2 separate regions of the Hordeum vulgare genome follow, and region 2 is linked to region 1. A link is a contact called in public Hi-C data. All regions are on one chromosome and are shown on one strand. The core of a region is the stretch at or near the end of the contact, and the rest is flanking DNA. Distances in the headings are between cores, read along the strand shown.

Region 1 (5,830 bases), core at 669-3,168:
TAAATATTCATTAACTTGATTTTAGTCTCTTTAGTATTTGGATCCAAGCATTGGTGAGGCTAGCAAGTTTTAGTCCCACTACTTTTAGTCATGGGACTAAAACGTATCCAAGCACCCTCTTAGCAATCTGCTACGAGTATAATGGAATCAATCAATTTTATTCCTTTTTCTGTCACGGAGATTTAGATATCCTAACTAGTAATAATAACTATGTTGCATATCGATCCAGCAGCCTGCTAGCTTGCATATGTGTATATTAAAATACCTCTGGGGTCATATTATCTTGAAACAACTATTATCTTATACATATTTGTGGTCACATTATACATATGGGCAAAATGGTATTTTCACGTGTACAAAATGCACTAGAGTGTCATATAAGCAAAAAATTTAAGATTAGAGGTCATATAGGGAAGAAATTTTTCTCTAGTGTCAAATAAGGAACACAATTTTAAGAGAGTGTCAAATAAGGAATTCTCTTCACAACTTATGGTTGTTTTGGCGATCAAGGAGAAACTTAAAGATCTAATTCGAAGAATTAACAACTCCTAGGTAGTGTTACCAAAATCTGAATCCTTCGAGTTGTTTCTTAGCAGGAAGTGGAGGCTGCGAAGCCACGGTCAAGTTATGATGCACAAACACTCACATTTTGTCTAACTTCAGAGCGACGAAGCCTCACCGTCGCCTGAAAAATGAAATTTGACCTGAACCTTTGGATACACGCTGACACGAGAATAGCCATCACTAGTTGAAATCCAATTCGGCTGTTAGGAGCATATATAGTTCACTGTTTTTCATGGGTCCTTGCCCTATTAAACTTGCTCTTGCACAAACCAAATTATTCATCAAGATGGTGTTCATTGCCCGATTCTCAAACCATCCTTTCTTTCCAATTTCATCCCAATTTGAACACCAGCAGGCACGAGAAACTGCCCAATTGCAGGCTGCACATTGTGAAGGGGAAAACTTGTGATTCAATTCAAACCCAATTTCATCCCAATTTGGACACCAGCAGGCAGGAGAAACTGTCCAATTGCAGGCCGCACATTGTGAAGGGGAAAACTTGTGATTCAATTCAAACGGGAGACAGTAAAGGTACAAGGAATTGTACAGACAAGGAGTGAGATGAGAGGACAGGAGGCACAACCATATGGCAAGTGCCACTAGGCGGCGCCGGCGCCGGACTCCTCTTCGAGCTTGCGCACGTAGGCGGAGAGCACGGCGACGACGTCCCTGGCCGGCGCCTGCAGCGTGGTGACGAGGGAGGTGGCCGGCCCATTGAGGGCGCCGAGCAGCTTGGAGTAGACCTCGGCGCGGCTGGGCATGGTCTCGAGCGACTTGAACTCGGCGGGCTCGTAGTACTTGCCCTCGAACACCGCCCCGATGAAGTCGTTGGTCTCCTCGACGCGCTCCTCCTTCTGGAAGGCGCGGTAGGGCTTGAGCGCGACGGGGACCTCCTCCGTGTGGACGAAGAGCCAGGCGTTCATGCCCTTCATGCACGGCTTGAGCGCCTCCCAGGGGGTGCCCTCGATGGCCTTCCCCACCAGCGTGTTCTTCGCCACCAGGAGGTGGCACGACTCCGGCAGCGCGTCGCGGATGCCCTGGAACTGCTTCACCGTCAGGCCCTCGTAGCGGATGCCGGCCAGGAGGTAGCACCCCTCCAGCTGCTCGCGGACCACGGCGACCGTGTCCTCCTTGCGCCCGCGGGAGATGGCGGCGCGGATGGTGGAGCGGCGCAGGGGGCGGGGGCAGCGCGGGGCTGCGGCTAGGGTTTGGAACGCCGGGAGGGGCCGCGCGGTCGGGAGGAAGGAGGTCTCCATTTTTCTGGGGCGGGCGGACGCGCCGTACGGGGGGTTGGGTTGGGGAGAAACGGCGAGGAGGATAGAGCGGAGTGGACAAAGCTTATCTATGGAGAAGACGATGGGTAGTTTCTTTCGTGGACACGGTGCACGTAGACCTTTTTGGACTACGAAAACACTAACCGGCAAACATTCCCTGGAAGGGGATGTCTAGCGAACGCATTTTCCTGGCAGTTATACTAACGAAACGAAATCAAACGGTGACAACTTTAAAAGAAAGTGTTTCTCTAAAGAAATTGTCATACTATTCTAAAGAAAATGTCATATGAATATGAAAAAATTGTCAGCAAGAACGTTCGCAAATATCATCCCTCCTAGTGAACGTTCGCCACCTATTGTGGTCCTTGGATTGTGTGAACATATATTCCGCGATTCGAGTGAGCACTATGTCTGGCTCTCAGCTGCGATTGGAAGGAGGGGGCTATAGACAGTTATGTTATGTATATTCACTCTCCTTTAAAATTACTCTTTTTGTTTAAAAATGTGGTTGAATATACTTCCTTCGTTCCTAAATATAAGTCTTTTTAATTATTTCACTAAGGACTACATATGAATGTATATAGACATACTTTAGAGTGTGGATTCACTTATTTTGTTTCGTATGTAATCCGTGGTGCGATATCTAAAAAGATATATATTTACGAACGGAGGGAGTAATTTTCTAGGAAAAGGTTGTGGGGTCGAGAAATGGTGTCTTAGAGGGCTTGAGTTTTAAGCAGATTTTTGCACAAGTTAAGTTGCACCCAATAGTTCCTACACATGCATATCTAGAGATCAATCAGCGGAATGTAAATATCATGCATTTGCAAGAAGCATAATCAATGGTAGAGTTGGAAGATCAAACACAATGAAGACATGGAGATTTTTGACGTGGTTCCGATAGATGATGTTATCGTACGTCCACATTGATGAAGACTTCAACACACGGAGGGTAATGGTTGCGTGAGTCCATGGAGGGCTTCACCCACGAAGGGTCCATGAAGAAGCAACCTTGTCCATTTCAATATGGCTTACGTTCATGAAGGACTAGCCTCACTCGGGGTAGGTCTTCACGAAGTAGACGGTCTCCTTGCCCATACAAACTTCTTGGTTCAAATCCACATGATTTGGAGGCTCCCAATCAACACTTAACCAATCTAGAAGACATCACCCTTCAAAAGGTAATAGGTGGTGTATGGATGATGAACTCCTTGCTCTTATGCTTCAGAAGATAGTCTCCTTGACACTCAATCACTCTATCACGGAATTTGGCTTGGTAGAAGAGGATTATTGGGTGAGAAGAAACTTGAGGAGGCTAGAAATCAAGATTCGTATAGTATGAATGGAATATCTTGATCTCAACACATGAGTAGGTGGTTATCTCTTAAAGAATGGATGGTGGAAGTGTAGATACGTTCTGAGTGCTCTCTCCGCAAAAGAGAGGGGTGGAGGGGCATTTATAGTCATCTCCAGAAATTCAATTGTTACAACATTATTTCCCAACTTGGTGAAATCGAAGTTAAAACTCGGTTCTACCGACTAGTGCAAAATGTCCCAACTTTTGGTTTTTCGGTTAGATTGAATGAAAACAGCTCGGTGAGACCGATCCGGCCTTAGGTAGCTCCGAGATATATAACTCGGAAGTTTCGAAGTTGAATATCTCGAACATAGAGAGGTGGTCACTACTTTTTCAGTTGCACCGAATCCAATCTCGGTTAGCTGCTACCGTTTGGCATAGGTTATGTCTGTGGCAAACTCGGTGGGAACGAAGTGGAAATCTTGGTTTCACCAATTTGGGTAGTTTAGAGTTTTGGACATAATATTTTTGTGAGAATTTGGTTGAGGCTTTTGGTGGCATATCTCTAAGCACTTGAGCAACCAGATCATCATTAGTTCCTCATCCCCTCCTAACATTATTGGTTTCCAATGAACTCAATTGTGATTTCTCACATAAAACAAAATGCAGAGTACTGAAGCTTTTGCCAATAAGAGTTCTTTTGCTTCCAAGGGGTTTCTTCTCATAATTTCCTAGCCATTTCAATCTTTGGACTTTTCCTGAGATATTTAAATAAAACTATTGGTTCAAGAGATAATGCATGTTGTCATTAAGTATCAAAACTACCAAGGAAGCATTTGTGCTTTCAAAGTTACCGATATTTACAACACCAAATATATACATTACAAAATGTATATTTCGTGATAGATTAATAAAACAATGTTGACATTGCACATGTTAATATACATTTTCTAAAAAATTAGTCAAACTGAAAAAACTTTGAACTAGAAAAGAAGTAGGATCATTCACATTTTGAGCGGAGGGAGGAAAAAGGAGATGCACATATAGTTGTCCAAAAAAGTGGGAGGGAGGGAGGATAAGGTGCACACGCAGTTCAATTCAAGGATATTCAGTTGAGTACCCATTACTTTTGTCAAGAAGACATGTATATATATAATAATAATACCATGTGTATGTACCGGGAAAAACAAAAACATACAGGAATATCCATTATTTTTGCCATCTATCGTTACTCGTGTCGACGCGCCACCTTTGTTTTCCTTTGCTCGGTAGGTCATCCATGCGAGCCTCATCGCATACAACAGTAAGTTAATTTTCTTACTTGGCTTTCTCTTTTAGTATATCAAGAAAAATAATTTATATGCAGTGAATTATAAATTGTTTAGGCATGAGAATTTGAATTTTCCACATGAATTGTGGTGATATATTTGGTTATACATGGTAGAAACAAGGCTTTAAGCTTTGAAAAAAATGTCTTTGAAATTTGGAATAAACACTCTTAAAATCTTGCTCGTTCCATCTAATTCCGGGAGGAGGGAGCACTTAGTATTTGTCGCCCCTGCTCTCCTTCCTCACTTTTTGACGATGTCGCAATGCCTCAGTCGAGCGGTGGCCCAACGAGCCGCCTAGCTCCCCCGCCCCACGCTGCCTTGCTCTCCCTCCTCCCACTCCCAAAAAAAGTCATATATGATAGGTACCATATGAAAGATTGTAGGTTTATGTTTTGCTCATTATATCTGACTTGCCAGCATCATTCATCCCGCCTAATTGAGGAACGGTTGGTATACTCCTTATGTTAAGTATAATAATATAGTCATGAAAAATCCTATATACATTGAAAAATATTAAATACTCCTATATACATTTGCAAAAATAAAATTATGAAATAAATGTGATCATGTGTCTTATTTATAGTACATAATATAATAATGTTTTTGTACAAATTTCTACATAATAGAATATTTAGGCCATGTTTGGATGTGAAGTATTTTTAGAGTTTTATGATAATGTTGTGGTTGTTTGAAATAAACATGGTTCTATATACTTTGATGTGTTTGGCAGTCATAAATATTGTAGTCTTACAAACCATGATATCACTTAAACCTTGTGGTGTATGAAAAGAGCCCTTGACCACGATGTCGTGCTTGCCTTTTCCCATGTGCGAGTTAATTGAAGGCTAGGATTGCACAAACCACAAGTCTACGGAATTGTGCCAAAGAACACCAATTTCCAGGCTATTTTTTGCAAAAAAAACCTAGTCGCTCGAATCGGACATTTTAAGTAAGATTATGACAGGTCGGTCCCACTGGGCAGGGTGACGTGGCAAATAAAAAAGTCAATTACATCCCGATACATTATTAATTTTGTAAATAGACCCCTGAAAAAATGTAATCGGGTTCTACTGATCTCCATTTCCAATGGAGCAGGCCAGCAGCCGCAGAAGCCCGAAGCCGAGGCAGTGGCTCCTTTCTCTGACTCCAGTGTCGTACATGGGCGACGCTATTGTCGAACAGGGGCGGCAAAATCCGGAGCAGCAGCCATTGCGCCGCTCACGAGCAGCATCAGTTGCGCTGCTCGGGCTCGAGCTCGCCGTCGTCAAGCCAGCAGCAGCCACCAGGCGGCCCATGAGCAGCGGCGCCCCAGCCTCACGTGGGCGCCAGAATTCATGCCGGTCACGAACAGTGGCGCCCCGGTC
Region 2 (5,880 bases), core at 2,508-5,007, 450 kb before region 1:
TGGCTATTGAACTAATCAAATCAGCAGTTTCACTAGTTGGTTTGTCGATGACTATTTTGTCTACTGACTTGTTTTTGGATATGAGATTCTCATGCTGTTTTTCTGTTGGATTAACAGACATCTCATTTGGAGAAGATTGATACGCTAGACTTGAATTTCTAGGAGCGCCTATTTCTAAGTATTTCCCCATGGAGTCATCTGCACAAGAAGTGGCAGTTGGTTGACATAGACAGTAAAAGGTGTATTTACTTTGTATAAAGGATACTGTGAGAATACGATACCATTTTTTTCTTTTTGATTATTGATATTCCTTTTATTTGCAGTCGGCAACCACCTATTGCTGCCTATCTCTGATCTGGGGTGAATTACTTGTGCACAAGTACTATCAGGTGAATCTGATAGATGGTCAGAAGACACAAGTTGTGGGCTATCAATCTCCACAGCACGCTTCGTCCATGAACTCTGCATTTTTAAAATAGATCAGTGGCATGAGAATAGATTTTTAAAAGAGATCTCTTTTAAAAAACATTGGCACAAACATCATCGTTTTGTTATTCAGTTCTAAGGGTGGACTCAGGGTGAGACATTAAAACAAAAGGTGTAAAATGCCCAAAGTGAATAGGTCTAGGGTGATAGGGTCTGATCTTTAGCAACTAGGAAGTACAAAGTATGTGCACGAAAAAATTGTACTTAACACATAGCTTTTCAACTCGTAGAGGTATTAATCCTATTAATTTTGGAAGAGTCAAACATTTGTTCCGAGTAGTATTCAACTAATACCCTTTATATCACATCTATCACAATCTTCTAATGAGTAATAAGTATCTTCCAATTTTAAGTAACCAACATACCTGAGTGCCACTGCCATTATCACTGCCATCCCTAGCATTGGGCCCAACACTAAAGTCATCATCAGCATCATCATCGTCATCGTCATCATGACTGCCGCCACTGTTTTTCGCATATTCATCACCAGTCTTTGGTTTGGAACACTTTTGTATATGGATGCCACTTTCACTTCCACTGGACTAGATTCCGAAAAAGGCAAATTCCAGAGTGATAATCAGAGAAGATACCCAGATAAATAAGTAGGTCAAAGAAACTATGCCATAGTGGGTTTTGTGGGCTTGGTTTTCCGACATGAAATAAGCTAGACCAACAATAAGCAACTTACACTGTGGCATCTCCTCCATATGTGCTGCCAAAGGGTCTTAAGTTCATTCTTCCTTATCGGCTTCACTAAGAAGTCAACTGCTCCCTTTGATAGACACTTAAAGACTGTACTCATTGAGTCATTCTTAGACATCACTGCATGGAAACAACATAAGCTTTAGAAGCTAAGAATATTTAAACTAATAAATTAGCAAGGACCAAAATAAGTGTGTGAATCTGTTGGAGCAATATGGTTGAGCAGGAAAACTACTTACTGATCACAGGAATGCCCTTACAAATACTGTGACTCGTGATCTTACTGAGCAGACCAATGCCAGATAGACAAGGCATGGCGACCTCAGTTAATACAAGGTCAATACGGTTTTGCACATCTTCAAGATATTGCCATGCATCCAATCCATTCTCAGCAGAGATAACTACAAAGGAAAGATATGCATTTTGCAATCAATGGACTAACGTAATTGAAACAGTTTCAAAGAAAAGTAATATTGATTTACCTTTCACCTTTGAATATAAAAAGAAAGGATAATTCTAATAGGAAATATCATAAATGTACTGACCGAATTAACGAACACATCAAACGTACAATTTACATTAGAAAAATCCATGACACCTGAATAAAGTTTGTATTTACCCAATTTAGGGCAAGAAATTGCTCAAAGATAACTAGGCTCAAGTTTGCAAAGTTCTTAGAGTTAGCTCGTGAGAGTGGGAATAAATTAAGGCCTTGTCAAATCACTTCAGTTGCACTGATTTCAATTAGCAGCAAGACCAAATGTCAGTTGGCTATTTGATTTTACTTTCTCGGTGTTGGTGCTCGCCTTGGCATTTTTCTAACAAAATTCCTGGCCATTTATGCATTCATCCATGTTAACAGTTAACAAAACTATGCTGACTGATCAAGATTGACCATGCCCATCAACTGATGCACCAAGACAGGAGCATTCGCCATCAGGGACCTTCTTCCACTGAAGTAAAACTAATAGCCAGATCAACTAATTGCTGACTGGGAATTGAATGAAGATCTCATGTTCTAAATACAGGTCGGCATCATGGTGTCTTTAGCTATGATCAATTAGGATGTGCCATCAAAATCATTGCTCTTATTTTAGCATGCGCAATGCATTCTTTTTTCACAACAAGCAATGTCATGTCAGTTTCCCCTTTTCCACAATAAGCAATTCCAGTATCCCCTTGTATTGTTATTTTTGGAAAAGGAGGATAACCTCCGCCTCTGTATCCCCCTGTATAAATGATGTGATAGATGTATGGTCGCACTATAAGTTCAAAATCAACTCGAAGTCAAATCTAGAACTGAAAGAGAGGAAGGAAAAATACAATAACATGAAGACTCTAGCCTCTAACAGACCTAGACAAACTAGTACTATAAAAGATCAAAATCCAATTTAATAATTTACTTGAAACTAGAAGTTTAAATTTGCAGGGCATTACCTTCATAGCCACACTTACGGAGCAGAGCACGGACAACATGTCGGGTACAGTCATCGTTCTCCACTAGCAAGACCCTTAGTGTCTTGACCGGCAGGAACTTCTCCCAGCGGATGACCCGGTCTTGCTGCTGCTGCTTGTGCTCGTCCAAGCCTGGCGGCGCACTGTGCGTACTGGGCCAGTCCTCTTCCTTGCTGCCGCCCCTCCATTCCTTGTCCTCGTTTGGCTTGAGGGCATGGCCGTTCTGATTCTCTACGGCGCCGTTTCCGATCCCCCTAATATCACTGCTGGAAGGTCCGTCCGCGCCAGCTTGACCGGCGCTCACCATCAGCTGGATCCGTGGCGTTCGCAACTAGCGACGGTTCACGGACGACGGAGCATGCCCTACGGTGGGTTCAGAAATGGGCATGCTGCATCCAACTACTGGAATCTGCAAGAAGCACGCATGGATCAAAGGTCGAATCTATGACGAACGCGAGATATGCTTCGAATTATGGACAGTTGGTCGGCATTCGACGCGCGCACCGTACGAAATTGGCAAGGATCGGCGCGCGATGCTAATGTTTGGACAATGGATTTACCGTGCAAAATCGGTAGTTACTAGAGCAGAGATCAGCGTAGTTCAGAGATTATATATAGGAGCTTAAAAGTCTGAAGAAATAGTCCTGTTGACGAGATAAAATTAGACTGCATCAGCAGTACTCGGGCTTTCAACGGAATCAGACAGGTAAACCAAGCGTCAAACTCCCACCGCGACTCGACCCGACGAGGCAGAGCAGCTCCACCCGTGCCGGATTCCGGCGGCGGGCGGCCGAGATCCACCGGATTCGGAGGTCCCGAACCCCCGCCCCGGAACCAACTAAAGCAAACCAGAAAAGAAAAGGACGGGCGCCCGGGGTTGTTAGCGGGAAGGGCGCGCACCGTGGGAGGTCGAGGGGCGGGCGGTGGCGGCATGGGCGTGGGCGCGCGAGCTTTGACCCGCGCGTGAAAGTAGCCGTGGATGTTTCCAGAACCCGGCGGGGCGTTACGAGGACCAGACGTGAGATAAAACTGAGCCTGGGCTCTGTGGTGAGAGGAGAGGAGAAGAGAAGAGAAGAGAAGAGAGAAGTGGTGGTGCTGAAGGAAGGGAGAAGAGAAGGCGAGGGGAGGAGAGGGAGGAAATAGATAACGGGGTGACCATGACGTGGAGCAAGTGGAGGCGTGGGAGGGCCGGAGGGGGGCGGGCGGGCCCCGCGGCCCGCCGGGATCCGACGAAATCTAAAGCCGCGCGCTCCGTCGGCCCGTCAGATCTCGCCCGGGGAGCCCCGACACGTGGAGCGCGGCGTGGGGCTCCGCCGCTGCCGGGCGGGGCCGGGCGACGCAATCCGGTAGGTGCGGGCTGGCGGCTGCTGTAGTTGACAGTGGGCCCGGGAGGGGCGCCGCGGGAAAGATCGTCACGGCGTACCCTCATCACGTCTTCACGGCGTTTAGGCATGGATTGGGTTTTTCTTTTTCAGGTAAAGAAAGGGACGGGGTTGGAGGCTGGAGAGCGATCTGTGGACTGGAGTACGGTTTCGCCTTTTCTGGCTTCGTTTTTTCCCCTTCTGTTGAGCAGGAACGCTTCGTCTCATCCGCACGTTTTGAGACCTCATGCAGTCGCTTTTCTTTGGGAAGAAAAAACAAGTTTCCCTTGTTTCTGAAATACAGGGAATTCTCAGTCAATCTGAGCCGCACACTTGTGAGCTTGGTTTTTTATCAATATTCTACTCCTCCGTGAAGAAATATGAGTTCAGCAAATAAAATCTTTTTTTATCACTAATATTTCTTTACATAGGGAGTATTTTTCAGAGAAAGTATTTTTCAAATCTATTAATATTTTGTTGCCTTAGTTTATGGTGCTTCAGCCGTGTTGTGCCAAGTTTCATTTATAGAATCTTGCTAATCCAGAAGTAACGACTGAGAAATTTAGCATTTTTAGTTGACCACCTCTTGAAATACATCCCACACAAAAAATACTGTCAAATGATGTCAGAATAACCTTTTGTTTCTTTAGCCATCATGAGAATTAAAATAGTTTTATACTAAAAGTAGCAACCATAAAATAAATAAATAAATAAAATTGACAAACCTAAATGCCAATGAACTAACATCAGTTTGTTGTTGTTTTTGCACAAACGCCTTCATATACGTCGAATCTCGCGTGCGAATCTCAAAGTGCTTGGTCCTCTCACTGGAACGGACAAGGACGAATAATGCTTCGTTGCACACAAATGCATGCGCATGCACACACACACGCACCCGCATCCGTATGTACACTGTTTTTTCTACAACATGACATGCCAACTTTTCACACGACAACATGACAATCCTTTACCGAAAATATCTATATTTTAGCATAGCAATTCTCTACCTACAACAAGGGAAATCTTCAAATTGCACCATGGCAAGTCTCTATATTGTAGCATGGTGCTTTTCTAGATGCTCATGGCAATTTTCTCTATGTACCATGTCAATCCTTTCTCTTTTCTACCATGACAACTTTTTAGGTAGTTTTCGGTGCAACGATGTGTTTTTTCGATCGCATGAAGGTCATTATAAGAGAATGCCTGAAAATAACACAATTATTCGCTAGTTCAACGTTGTCTAAGTGAACGATCAGTTTCCCCTACATGAGGGACCTTTGACAAAACATGATATTAACCACCACTATAGCAGATTCTACCATTTGTGGTTGTCGGTGTATTTTTCATTTTTTATATCTTTCACCGTTCCTACCGCTCACTATGGTATTAACTATTAATTATTGGTTCAGCTTACTTTAGTTTGTTTATGAACTTGAAGATGGAGATGATAAATACGGGAGAAAATCTTGTGCTCCTAGGAGATCCTTGCTCCCATGCATGCTCCGGTAGCTCTTCAATGTAAGATCACAGAGCGAGCTCATGCAAATCTATGTAACCGCCCTCGAATAGTCCCGTCATTTTGTTCAGGTCCAAAGTCTTTGAAGATGACCATTGACCCACGATCAAAATGGTTGGGAGATCCTGAAACCCACGAGTAGGTCAACTCTGCCAAACATAGGATAACCACATGAATTGAACCTTAGGAGCATGCCGAGAAACTAATCTGATTGCTAATTAAGCCACCCCATGCATGTACACATGTAACACTCCTGCCACAACCATTAGTTCATGTCTGTTACACACCTGACTATCACCTCAGATGTAGACTAAACAAGCACGCTTAACTTGTGCACTTTGTGCTTAGTTACACAAATCT

The links. Hi-C and Micro-C count contacts between places; a contact is called where the count stands out from the background.
Region 2: a Hi-C map of seedling shows a contact between it and region 1, with 6 times the contacts expected there. The contact joins the promoter of LOC123448955 here to the promoter of LOC123448954 in region 1. A contact is called at or near these places in 1 of 6 Hi-C or Micro-C datasets (seedling) and 1 of 1 datasets of contacts at active chromatin or transcription factors (embryo).

The regions. Positions count from the first base shown.
Region 1 is chr4H:459,259,452-459,265,281 of MorexV3_pseudomolecules_assembly, reverse strand. LOC123448954 (50S ribosomal protein L10, chloroplastic-like) reads right to left here and starts at 1,918. Exons shown (of 1, transcript XM_045126008.1): 1 at 955-1,918. The coding sequence starts at 1,820. The coding sequence ends at 1,164.
Region 2 is chr4H:459,714,966-459,720,845 of MorexV3_pseudomolecules_assembly, reverse strand. It overlaps LOC123448955 (two-component response regulator-like PRR73), which reads right to left and starts at 3,757. Exons shown (of 9, transcript XM_045126009.1): 1 at 3,544-3,757; 2 at 2,626-3,052; 3 at 1,428-1,589; 4 at 1,175-1,308; 5 at 852-1,028; 6 at 282-462; 7 at 1-198. The coding sequence starts at 2,950.